Regions from separate parts of the Sus scrofa genome. Here region 1 is linked to region 2. Evidence: chromatin contacts called from public Hi-C data. All regions are on one chromosome and are shown on one strand. Each heading gives the region's core, a stretch centred on a gene start, on an enhancer-like site or on the middle of the called end of the contact. The rest is flanking DNA. Distances are from core to core; before and after follow the strand shown.

The links. A called contact is a pair of places that touch in the nucleus more often than the background predicts.
Region 1: a contact with region 2 is called in a Hi-C map of skeletal muscle, with 2.5 times the contacts expected there. The contact joins two enhancer-like sites. A contact is called at or near these places in 14 of 47 Hi-C or Micro-C datasets (blood, embryonic fibroblasts, fetal liver and 6 more) and 2 of 2 datasets of contacts at active chromatin or transcription factors (alveolar macrophages and skeletal muscle).

The regions. Positions count from the first base shown.
Region 1 is chr2:26,561,856-26,567,881 of Sscrofa11.1, reverse strand. No RefSeq gene overlaps it. Among named protein-coding and RNA genes, the nearest start is that of ABTB2, 15 kb to the left of the region's middle. Within about 2 kb of position 4,006, at least 16 of the 83 cell types and tissues checked have an H3K27ac peak or open chromatin away from gene starts, as enhancers often do. A contact at or near this core is called in omental adipose tissue and skeletal muscle, where this site is marked.
Region 2 is chr2:26,514,788-26,520,464 of Sscrofa11.1, reverse strand. CAT (catalase) reads left to right here. Exons shown (of 13, transcript NM_214301.2): 2 at 1,137-1,308; 3 at 2,436-2,546; 4 at 3,831-3,961; 5 at 4,550-4,654. Among named protein-coding and RNA genes, the nearest start is that of CAT, 16 kb to the left of the region's middle. Within about 2 kb of position 1,899, at least 6 of the 83 cell types and tissues checked have an H3K27ac peak or open chromatin away from gene starts, as enhancers often do. A contact at or near this core is called in omental adipose tissue and skeletal muscle, where this site is marked.

The DNA.
Region 1 (6,026 bases), core at 2,757-5,256, 45 kb before region 2:
CATGCCTGACTAGCATCCATGAGGACTCAGGTTCGATCCCTGGCCTCGCTCAGTGGGTTAAGGATCCAGCATTGCTGTGGCTGTGGTGTAGGCCAGCGGCTACAGCTCCAATTGGACCCCTAGCCTGGGAACCTCCATATGCTGTGGGTTTGGCCCTGAAAAGACAAAAAAAAAAAGAAGATTAATAACCAAGTTTTGTTGACTTCTACTTGAATGATCTTATTTAAACACTTAAAAATTTTTTATCATTGAAAATTCCAAAAATATATAAAAATAGAATTTTATTTTATTTTGTTATTTTGTCTTTTCTAGAGCTGCACCTGTGTCATATGGAGATTCCCAGGCTAGGGTCTAATCAGAGCTGTAGCTGCCAGCCTACACCACAGCCATAGCAACACTAGATCCAAGCCGCATCTTCGACCTATACCACAGCTTATGGCAACGCCAGAGATTAAACCCACTGAGCGAGGCCAGGGATTGAACCTGCAACCTCATGGTTCCTAGTCGGATTCGTTAACCATTGAGCCACGATGGGAACTCCATAAAAACAGAATTTTAAAATGAACCCCCACCTACCCAATACTCAGCTTTAATAATTATCAATTTATGGGCAGTCTGGTTTACATTGTCACTTCCCCATCTCTCAGACATCAGGACACTGAATGACGCCAATCTAAGGCTTTGCTGGGCTGTCTGACTCAGTGGTTTGGGCCAGTCCTAACAGGACAATTCTTGAGAGTCCTGCTAGTTTCACATTAAGAAATATTCCCCCAGAGTCACACAATACAGCCCCTGATACCAAGAAGACACCTGCAAACGTAGGCTCTACTTAGGTTATGAGGTAGAGGCTACACTTCACTAGGTATTAGTTTCCCCTCTGTTGTGAAAATCACCTTGTTATCAGTATGAATATTACTATGTCTTTTTTTTTTTTTTTTTTTTTTTTTTTTTCTTATCAAGGACTTCCCGTGTGGCTCACAACATAACGCCTCAGCATTGCTTCTACAGTGGCTGTGGCTCGACCCCTGGCTCGGGAACTCTGAGTCTTTCTTAATTTGTGAATTGAAGCCAGTGCACCCAAACTTTTATCTCGGGGTTATCTATAGACTATTGAAGGCAGTAACTCTCTAATAATTACTTTTCTTGTGCATGAGTTTTCATTTTTAAATCATCACCCTCCCCAAGCAAAAAAAAATGTTTTTAAAGTTTCTATTAGATATCAACTCTGCTTTTTGTTTGTTTGGTTTGGTTTTTTTTGGTTTTTTGGTGTGTTTTTGCTTTTTAGGGCCACACCTGCAGCATATGGAAGTTCCCAGGCTAGGGGTGGAATTGGAGCTACAGTTGCTGACCTACGGCACAGCCACAGTAACGCCAGATCCGAGCCATGTCTTCGACCTACACCACAGCTCACAGCAACACAGGATCCTTAACCCACTGAGCAAGGCCAGGGATCAAACCCAAAACCTCATGGTTCTTGGTTGGATTCATTTCCACTGCGCCACATAGGGAATTCCATACATGACTGTTCTTAAAGCAGTGTCCTTTGTTAGAGGCACCTAATGAACAAACTTTATGCCCTTACCCCCAGGCTCGCCTCGTTCTTTCCCTCCTGCAGACCTGGCTTAGCCATTTCTCCCGAGATCGCCAAGTTCTTTTTGTTGGGGCTTCCTGGAGCCATCTCCTCCATGAAGTTTCCATAACCCTCCAGACCGCCACCTACCCTTTGATCCCGATTCTGCTGTAAGCATCCCTCATTGCAGCTGTGTAACTCTTGTTTGCTTGTCAGATTTTTCCATTTTACCATCAGCACCTCGAAGGCAGGTGCTGTGCCTTCCTTTAACAGTCAATCCCCACTTCCTACTTAGCACAAGACCAAAGAAAGCATTCAAGTGAATGAATGAATGACATTTATCCCATATGCCCAGCAACATGACCGAATTGTGTCACAGGCATATGTCTTTTCTTTCTAACTACATCGACTCTTCCTTGAAGATAAGAACGGATTTATATTTCTTGCTCCACACCTTTTCCCCATTCTGAGCACAGTTTAAATCTACAATAGGCATTCAGTCAATAGCTGTTGCATTAAACTCAGCTGAATTACACTGAATTATGCAACACACATTGCTCAAAACCAGAAAGTTCTAGCTCCTTGTAGGGCTACACACATTTTGCTTGTAAATCCTTGGCAAAGGATTTGTATATACTCACAAAAAACTATGATTTAGGACATTTAAAACACTTTTTCTCTCTTAAGCAAAGGAGATTAAAAATCAGATAGATTAGCTAGAAAGGAATCAGGATTGCAAAAAGATATGTCCTTTAGGCCAGCGACTAGGAGAAGTAACCCCAAGCACTTAGTCAACAATTGAAACATAACTGAATGAAGTAGCTCTTCCCATTGCCTTACGACTTCATTACAACCTCACAAGGAAGCTGTCCACATGGGGGCAGATGAAACAGAATCAATATTCTTTATTCTTGTTTACTGTTTAATGACAATTTATAAGGTGATGACTCAGATTGCGACAGTCTTAGTGTCCGTTCTGGCATTTTAATGACAAGAGTAAATGCCATTTGACTCAGCCTCTCATATGTGAGTTTGTCACAATCTGTTTTCTTTCTTTCTCTCTCCCTTCTTTTTTTTTTTTTTTTTTTTTTTTTTTTTTTTAGGGCTGCACCTGAGGCAAGTGGAGGTTCCCAGACTAGGGGTTGAATCAGAGCTCTAGCCACTGGCCTACGCCGTAGCCATAGCAATGCCAGAGCCAGATCAGAGCCACATCTGCAACCTACACCACAGCTCACGGCAATGCCGGATCCTTAACCCACTGAGCAAGGCCAGGGATGTGAACCTGTGTCCCCACAGACACTAGTCAGATTCATTTCCACTGAGCCACGACAGGAACTCCCTCTTTCTCTCTTTCTTCCTTTCTTTCTTTCCCCCTCTCCCTCCCTCTCTTTCTTCCTTCCTTTCCCTCCCTCTCTTTCTCTTTTTCTTTCTTTATTTCTTCCTTTCTTTCTTGCTGCACCTGTGTCATGCAGAAGTTCCCAAGGTCAAACCCATGCCACAGCAGTGACAATGCTGGATCCTTATCTGCTAGGCCACAGGGAAGTCCTATTACAACCTGTTCTCTGATATTCTTCAGGAACATTTGGTGTAAGGATACTGATTAGGAAGGCTGTCATTTTTTTTTTTTCTTTTTTAGAGCTGTTTTAGTAAAACTGAAAGGAAGGTACAGAGATTTCCCATCGACTCTGTCTCCTATGTACATATAGCCTCCCCCATTAACAACGACCTTCACCACAGTGGTCCATTTGTTGGAACTGATGAACTTGACACATCATTATCCCCCAGAGTCCATGGTTTCCATTACGGTTCACTGTGATATCGTAGCTTCTATGGTTTGGACAGATGTGTAACGACATGTATCCACCATTATGGTGTCATACAGAATAGTTTCACTGCCCTGAAAATTCTCTGTTCTCCATCTATTTGTTTTCCATCCCTCTCCCCAGCCTCTAGCAATCACTCATCTTTGTACTGTCTCCATAGGTTTGCCTTTTCCAGAATGCTGTGCAGTTGAAATTCATCAGCCTTTTCAGAGTGTTGAAGGTAGAATAAAATTGGCTCTTGTTCAGACTTAGTCTGGAAACTCGTTCCTAAGGGGACCTAGTGGAACGCTTAGGGGCTATATCTCCTAGTTCTCTGTAATCTGACTCCTCAATTGTTTCTAACAGTTCGTAACTATTGGGTTACATCACCCCCAGGCACCCTGGAAACCAGAAGATCCAGGGAGCTGTGTTGGAGTTGCTGTACCCTGATGCCCACAAAGCACCTGCCGAAGTCTCTGGTCACTCACTGCTTCTCATGGAAGGAATCTCCCACCTCATTATCCTGCTTCTCATTTTCTTTGAATAAGAATATAAGCCCCAGAGAGCAAGCTGCTCTTTATTTGAGCAGAGTTGACATGCTAACAGTCAGCTTGGAGCAGACCAAGATTATGTAAGAGTTTGCAGCAAGAAATAGACCCATGGTCTTGGCAAGCCACAGCTAAACACGGCCCAAGCAGAACCTTGCCAAGAGTGCACTTAGATAGTTTGAGATACAAACATCATTATCAGAAAAAATATCTAAAAAAAATAAACCCGACTATGGAGGGAGTCTCCAAGTTATCCTAGGCAACCTGCCAATCAGGCTTCAAGAAGACATCATGTTCAGAATTAATTATCAGCCTCTTTTATAGCAAGGTGATACCCTCCAGCCTGCTGCAGGGATAAAAGCCATTGAACTTTGGCCCATGTCACATGCTCCTTTGATTACATTTAATCTACAGCTGCTAGGACTAAAACCCAAGACCACAGAAAGCAGCCAAGCTGGGAGATATCTTGTGTGGTCATTTACCTCTAAACCTGACTACAAGCAAAGCATTTCAGATGTTATGTGATTTCACTCCTTAAAATTTGTGGTAAGCAATTAAGAATGAACGCAGATATTTAGCAACCAAAAAAAAAAAAAATCCATCTGGTATTGTTAGTGATTGTAAAAAGACAGAAACAATATAAATGTCTAACAATAGCAGATGGCTAAAATAAATCAGAGAATAGAATAGAATAACATGGAACCATTTAAAATAATGTGGTAGAAATCATCTTTTATCTTGAAATATGTTCACCATATATTAAACGAAAAAAGTAGATTATAAAACATATATGTTTTGATCCTACTTTTGTTAAAAAAAAATAGAAAAAAAACTTAAAGTGCTAATAGTGGCTCCAGGTAGATAAAGCAGATGAAAGTATGGTTTCAAAGTATCCTTTTTGGAGGGCTTGCCTATATTATTTGATCTTTCTAAAAGTAGTATGTATTACTTTGTTACAATAAAAAACAAAACATTTCGGAGTTCCCAGGTGGTGCCGTGGTAATGAATCCCACTAGTATCCATGAGGATACGGGTTCAATCCCTGGCCTCACTCAGTAGGTTAAGGATCTGGTACTGCCACGAGCTGTGGTGCAGGTCACAGACATGGCCCGGATCTGGCATTGCAGTGGCTCTGGTGTAGGCCAGCAGCTGCAGCTCCAATTCAACCCTTAGTCTGGGAACTTCCATATGCCACAGATGCGTCCTCAAAAGATAAAAAAAATATTAGTACTGAAACATAGATTAAAAAATACATTTTGAAAATAAAAGTACAGAGCTTGGCTCTAGGAAGTATTATGGAGTAAATGGATGAACTAAAAGTTATATAATGTTCAGATTTCCTCACATAGCAATTTGTGCTCTCCTGACATGCAATAAAATGCTTCAATAGCATATTTCGTATTGCATGGTGATTTACCTGTTTACTGATCTGCTTTTCCTTCAGCCCAAGATTCTGTAGAGCTGGGCTTATTATTAGTTATCATTATATGCCTAGCACATAAGTCAGGAATCTAGTAAGTGGTGAGTAAATGTGGAATAATTGAGTAAACAACACACCGAAGAATGTTGAAAGATTTCAATATTAGTCTCGAGGCACGTTGATGACAATTGCACCATCTGTCTTGCTTTAACCTAGGAATGTGGTCAGTGTATTTATTCATATTAAAACAAACTTTGGTCTGAAAAAAAGCAGTTCTCACACCTAGATGATCAAAAATATCTAGGAGCTCTGCTCCCAAACAACCAAATCAGAATCTGATATTAAGAACCTCCCACTATATTGCACCCCAATGTTCATTACCGCACTGTTTAAAACAGCCAAGTCATGGGCTTATCAGACACAACTTAGAATAGATTTACAAGGAGATCCTGCTGAATAGCATTGAGAACTATGTCTAGATACTCATGTTGCAACAGAAGAAAGGGTGGGGGAAAAACTGTAATTGCAATGTATACATGTAAGGATAACCTGACCCCCTTGCTGTACAGTGGGAAAAAAAATAAATAAATAAAACAGCCAAGTCATAGAAGCAACCTAAATGTCCTTTGACAGATGAATGTGGTACATATATACAGTGGAATATTACTTAGCCATAAGAAAGAATG
Region 2 (5,677 bases), core at 650-3,149:
CCAGGGATGGAACCTGCGTCCTCATGGATACTAGTCAGATGCATTTCCCCTGAGCCATGACGGGAACTCTAGTAGTAACTATTTATTGTCAGTGGCAACAAAAGGCATTGACTTTTTTTTTCCCTACTCCGTCTCCCCGCCCCTTGGCAGCCGTAAGTCTGTTCTCTAAGTCCATGCATTTCTTTTCTGTGGAAAGGTTCGTTTGTGCCGTATATTAGATACCAGATATGTGACATCATATTGTATTTGTCTTTCTCTTTCTGACTTACTTTGCTTAGTATTGAGAGTCTCTAGTTCCATCCATATTGCTGCAAATGGCATTCTTTTGTTCTTTTTTATGGCTGAGTAGTATTCCGTTGTGTATAAATACATCTTCCTAATCCAATCATCTGTGATGGACATTTAGGCTGTTTCCATGTCTTGGCTCTTGTGAATAGTGCTGCCATAAACATACAGGTGCATGTGTCTCTTTCAAGGAAAGTTTTGTCCAGATATATGCCCAAGAGTGGGATTGCTGTGTCATATGGTAGTTCTATATAGTTTTCTGAAGTACCTCCATACTGTTTTCCATAGTAGATATCATCGACTTTTTCTTTTCTTTTTTTTTTGGAATTGAAAAGAGAGGTTTCAAATAGCTGGTATACACTGCTTGAGAGAGATGAAGGCCCTGTTCAGGATGACCTGCCTTGACATCAGCAGCCAGGACGCATCTGTAAGGTCCGAATAAAGTACTAACAGGGGAGCTTCGTAGGAGACCGTTGTCTCCCTGTTAGTCTGGACATTCTGTGTTAAGCACATATGATCCCTTTCAGGGGATCCCTTTCTGGGGTTTCCTGTGTGGACCTAGTGGGTGGACCTAGAGCAGGGGTGGAGACAGTTGGTGGCTTATTCAGCCATCTTCCTGCCATCTGCTTCTCAGGGCAGAATTCTTAGCATTTCTTAGGAATGTTGAGCCCTGATTATCAGTGTCAGGCAATAGCACGTCTTGTTGTATCTTAGCACTTTGGCCATTGGAAATTGAAAAAGAATTTGGACAGAAGGTGTAAGAAATGAAAACGAGGTACCCTCTGACCTTGGAAATGAAGAGTGTGGTTTTCCTGACTCTCTTGCATTCTTTTCCTCTCCTGTTCACTTAGAAACCTGATATCCTGACCACCGGCTCTGGGAATCCGATAGGAGACAAACTCAATATTCTGACAGCAGGGCCCCGAGGGCCCCTTCTTGTTCAGGATGTGGTTTTCACTGATGAAATGGCTCACTTTGACCGGGAGAGAATTCCTGAGAGAGTTGTGCATGCCAAAGGAGCAGGTGAGAGCTCTGTTTGTTTGCCATAAAAGAACTGTTACCTAACACTTGGGCTAAAAATGAACTCTCAGAGGATCAGAGCTCCTTTAATAGATGTACCGAATCTCCGTTCCTGATAGAAAGGAAAAAATACCCATCAAGAGAGGAGTCAGTACATAAGGGGTGGTTATTTCTCTGGATTGCCCATTATATAAAAAATATCTTATTGAAAATAAAATAATCTTCCTTTTATTCTGTTAGGCAGTTTAGTGAAGAAGGAAAAATACGGAAATACGCAGGCATACTGTAATTGTCATTAAATTTAGATGGTGTACTTAACTGGATACATACTGTAATGAACTGGGCAAAATCGAGGATGGTGGTGTTAGCATGGTGGGTTTGTGGTGATTTTTCCTTTCTGTCCAAAACTTGTAAAAATGTTATCTTGTTTTTATTACTTTGATATGCTGTTCAGTTTGTTACTTAACACGGAGGCATCCGAATCTTTCCCTGTATTCCGCCCCCCTCCCCCATTCTTTCTCTCCTAGGTCCTACCTGTACTTAAGGGCCTCTCAGGCCCTGTGTCCTTGGGTGACCTTGACTAGCTCCTTCCGGCCCCTCTCCTCTCCTCCTCCTCTTGGCCCCAGCTGTCTAGCACTCAGCTAAGCATTGCATGATCCTAGAGCCTTGCTTTTAGCTCTCATATCTTGGTGTTTGGATATCTCCCCTTCTCCCAGCATATCTGAAGCTCCCAGGAGGCCAGTGCTAAATCACCTGTTTTCTTGTCACCCAGATCCCAGATGACTATTGAGGGCCTGATGGCCTGAGTGACAAGTGACAGTCTTTTTTTTTTTTTTTTTTGCTTTTTAGGGCCATACCCTTGGCATATGGAAGTTCCCAGGCAAGGGGTCCAATCAGAGCTACAGCTGCTGGCCTACACCACAGCCACAGCAATACCAGATCCGAGCCACAGCTGCAATCTACACCACAACTCATGGCAACACCGGATCCCTAACCCGCTGAGCAAGGCCAGAGATCAAAGCTGCATCCATCCTCATAGATCCTAGTTGGGTTCGTTAACTGCTGAGCCACGACAGGAGCTCCCCTGAGGGACAGTCTTGTGGTGAGGATTTCTGTGGCTTTCTCACCAGGGGCTTTTGGCTACTTTGAGGTCACACACGACATTACCAGATTCTCGAAGGCGAAGGTGTTTGAGCACGTTGGAAAGAGGACACCCATTGCAGTTCGTTTCTCCACCGTTGGTAAGTCAGTCTGTTTACATCACTGCTGTTATTAAAGCTAGATCGTATCTGGAGCATCATAACTCAATTTCAAGAAAAATGTTAGGCAGTATGAGGCAAGCACCTCTCCAAACTATAGCAAGGTTTTATAGTAGTAAAAAGTATTTCAAGACATGTAGGAAGTTGCTTATAATTCTGTTTTTTGAGGTCTTGGGAAATCACACTTAGGCAGAGGCCGTCTCTGCAATTCTGTGACATTTGGAAAGAATTTTTCCTACAAGTGGTTGCTTCAAACAGTAGCATAGAGTGGGGTTCTTACTCAACAGCCACAATAACAGCCACTGTTTACTGAGAATTAACTCTGTGCTATCCACGGTTGGTGCTTTACTGTTCTTACTTTTAATCTGTAGATCTGCATTGCAAGGGGGGGTTATTTCTGTTTCAGAGTGAGTGATTTTTCTTACGTTACAGAGCTAGTAACAGTTAGATTCTATCTGTTATATCATAACACACCACAATCCCTGATTAATTCTGTTTCTGCATGAGTCTGTAGATTTAAAAAATACTGTGGAAAAAAATTAAAAAATAAAAATACTATGGAATGCAAAAATAAAGGAAATTAAGACTAAGAACTTAGGTTCTGACTCATTTTCTTAATATTAACCTCATTTTTTTTTTTTTTTCCGTCTCTTATCTTTTTAGGGCTTCACCCAAGTCATATGGAGGTTCCCAGGCTAGGGGTCTAATCGGAGCTGCAGCTGCTGGCTGATGCCACAGCCACAGCAATGCCAGATCCGAGCCATGTCTGTGACCTATACCACAGCTCACGGCAATGCTGGATCCTTAACCCACTGAGCGAGGCCAGGAATCGAACCTGCAACCTCATGGTTCCTAGTCGAATTCGTTTCTGCTGCGCCATGATGGGAACGCCAACCTCATAATTTTGACAGCTCACTTATTCTCTTTGTTCATGACCTTAATCTTCATAATTATTCTCTTCCCTTATTTTAATTTAAATTTTAATTACCTGTTGAACGAATCTATCTTATTATGTTAAATGGTTAAATAACAGTTTTCAGCTGTTATTATATAGACTCTCTTATTACCTCAATTAGTTCTTTTGTTTACTTTCAGTCTGAATTAGCTGTGGGTAGTAGAAATAATAACCCAGGCACTTAAATAACCTAATTTACTTCTAGAAAATGCATTGGAAAGGATAGATCCCAATGTTTCTTTATAATTGTAGGCTTCTTGGGTGCAAAGTACTCTGGCATAGGTTTCATTTTTCCTGTTTGAATTTTCTAGCTGGAGAATCGGGCTCAGCTGACACAGTTCGTGACCCTCGTGGGTTTGCAGTGAAATTTTACACAGAGGATGGTAATTGGGATCTCGTTGGAAATAATACCCCTATTTTCTTCATCAGAGATGCCATATTGGTAGGTGACAAAGTATTTTGCACTCTGCAGATATTTGCTGATTTAAATTGATTTCAGAAGTTTCCTGGTGGCTCAGCGGGTTAAGGATCTGGCACTGTCCCTGCAGTTACAGCTGGGGCACATGTTCGATCCATGGCTCGGGAACTTCTGCATGTCGCAGGTGTGGCCAGAGAAAGCCCCTGATTTCAAATACTCTGTATAGATTGGCATTTCTGGGAAAAGCAGAAAGAAGAGAATTTGGGTCGGCTGGATTGCCTTTTTAAACACTTTCCCCACTCCCCTATATTTAATACATGTTTATAAGCTTAAATAACAAGAGTTGTCATTGGTCTTAGTTTCAGGATTCATTGACTTTATGGGAATAGTCTAGTTTTCCTTGCTGAGTTTGGAATGTGAATACAAAGAGAAACATGTTACTCTAGAAACATGTAGAGGGTAAATTTCATTTTAGGGTTTGGTGGTTTAAAAGTCTAAGATTATATTGTTTAGAGTTATAATCTGTAAACCTAGAATAAGGCAGTATATAGTACAAGACACCAAAATTCCTGTAAAAATTTTTTGATTTTTTTTCTCTTTTTTTCCATTTAGTTTCCATCCTTTATCCACAGCCAAAAGAGAAACCCTCAGACACACCTGAAGGATCCGGACATGGTCTGGGACTTCTGGAGCCTACGTCCTGAGTCTCTGCATCAGGTGGGAACACTGCTTTTTTCATTATATTATGACATATCACCTGGCATGGAACTGTTAATTATGCCTCATACATTGTTCTCCAGTTTTGGCTATGTTATTAGAATTAGTCTTTGACTTTCTTTCTGAGAGGCTCCCTCTGATTTCTTGATCCTCAAAGAGTTTTAAAATGACTGATTTTATTAATTTCCCCTCATCCATAGACCTTATGTGATGATAGAACCATTATCAATTGATATTTAGCAATATTCAAGATTCAAGTCTCTAATAGGTAAAGTTTCTGCATTAGGTGCATTAGGGAAGTGAGGGGGAAATAGTACCAAACAAATTTTCTTTTCCTTTCTTTTTTTTAGTTTTAGGGCCATACTCATGGCATAAGGAAGTTCCCAGCCTAGGATCAAATAGGAGCTGCAGCTGCCAGCCTACACCACAGCCACAGCAATGCCAGCTTGGAGCCTCATCTGCTACCTACACTGCAGCTCATGGCAATGCTGGATCCTTAACCTACTGAGTGGGGCCAGGGATCAAACCCTTATCCTCATGGATACTGGTCGGTTTCATTTCAGCTGAGCCACAGCGGGAACCCCCCCAAACAAATTTTATTAAATTAAAATTTAGTAACAAGTTAAATAACAAGTTTAATAACAAGTTAAATAACAATCATTTTAGCTTTTTTTTTCCAGAATTTTGAGCCATGAGGTTAATGATTTCTATATCATTCTGCTTTAAAATTCTTTAGTTTGTTATTTTTTTCATCAGTGGTAACCCTACCTGTGGGTACTTGGCTAGCATATTCCATGCCATTAAGGGAGTTTTCTGGAAACTTAAGGCTGTCTTAAAAATACAAGATGTTTCAATTAAAACTGAAAAATTTGGGAGTTCCTGTCATGGCGCAGTGGAAATGAATCCAACTAGGAACCATGAGGTTGTGGGTTCGATCCCTGGCCTCGCTCAGTGGGTTAAGGATCAGGCATTGCTGTGGCTGTGATGTAGGCTGGCAGCTGTAGCTCCGATTAGACCCCTAGC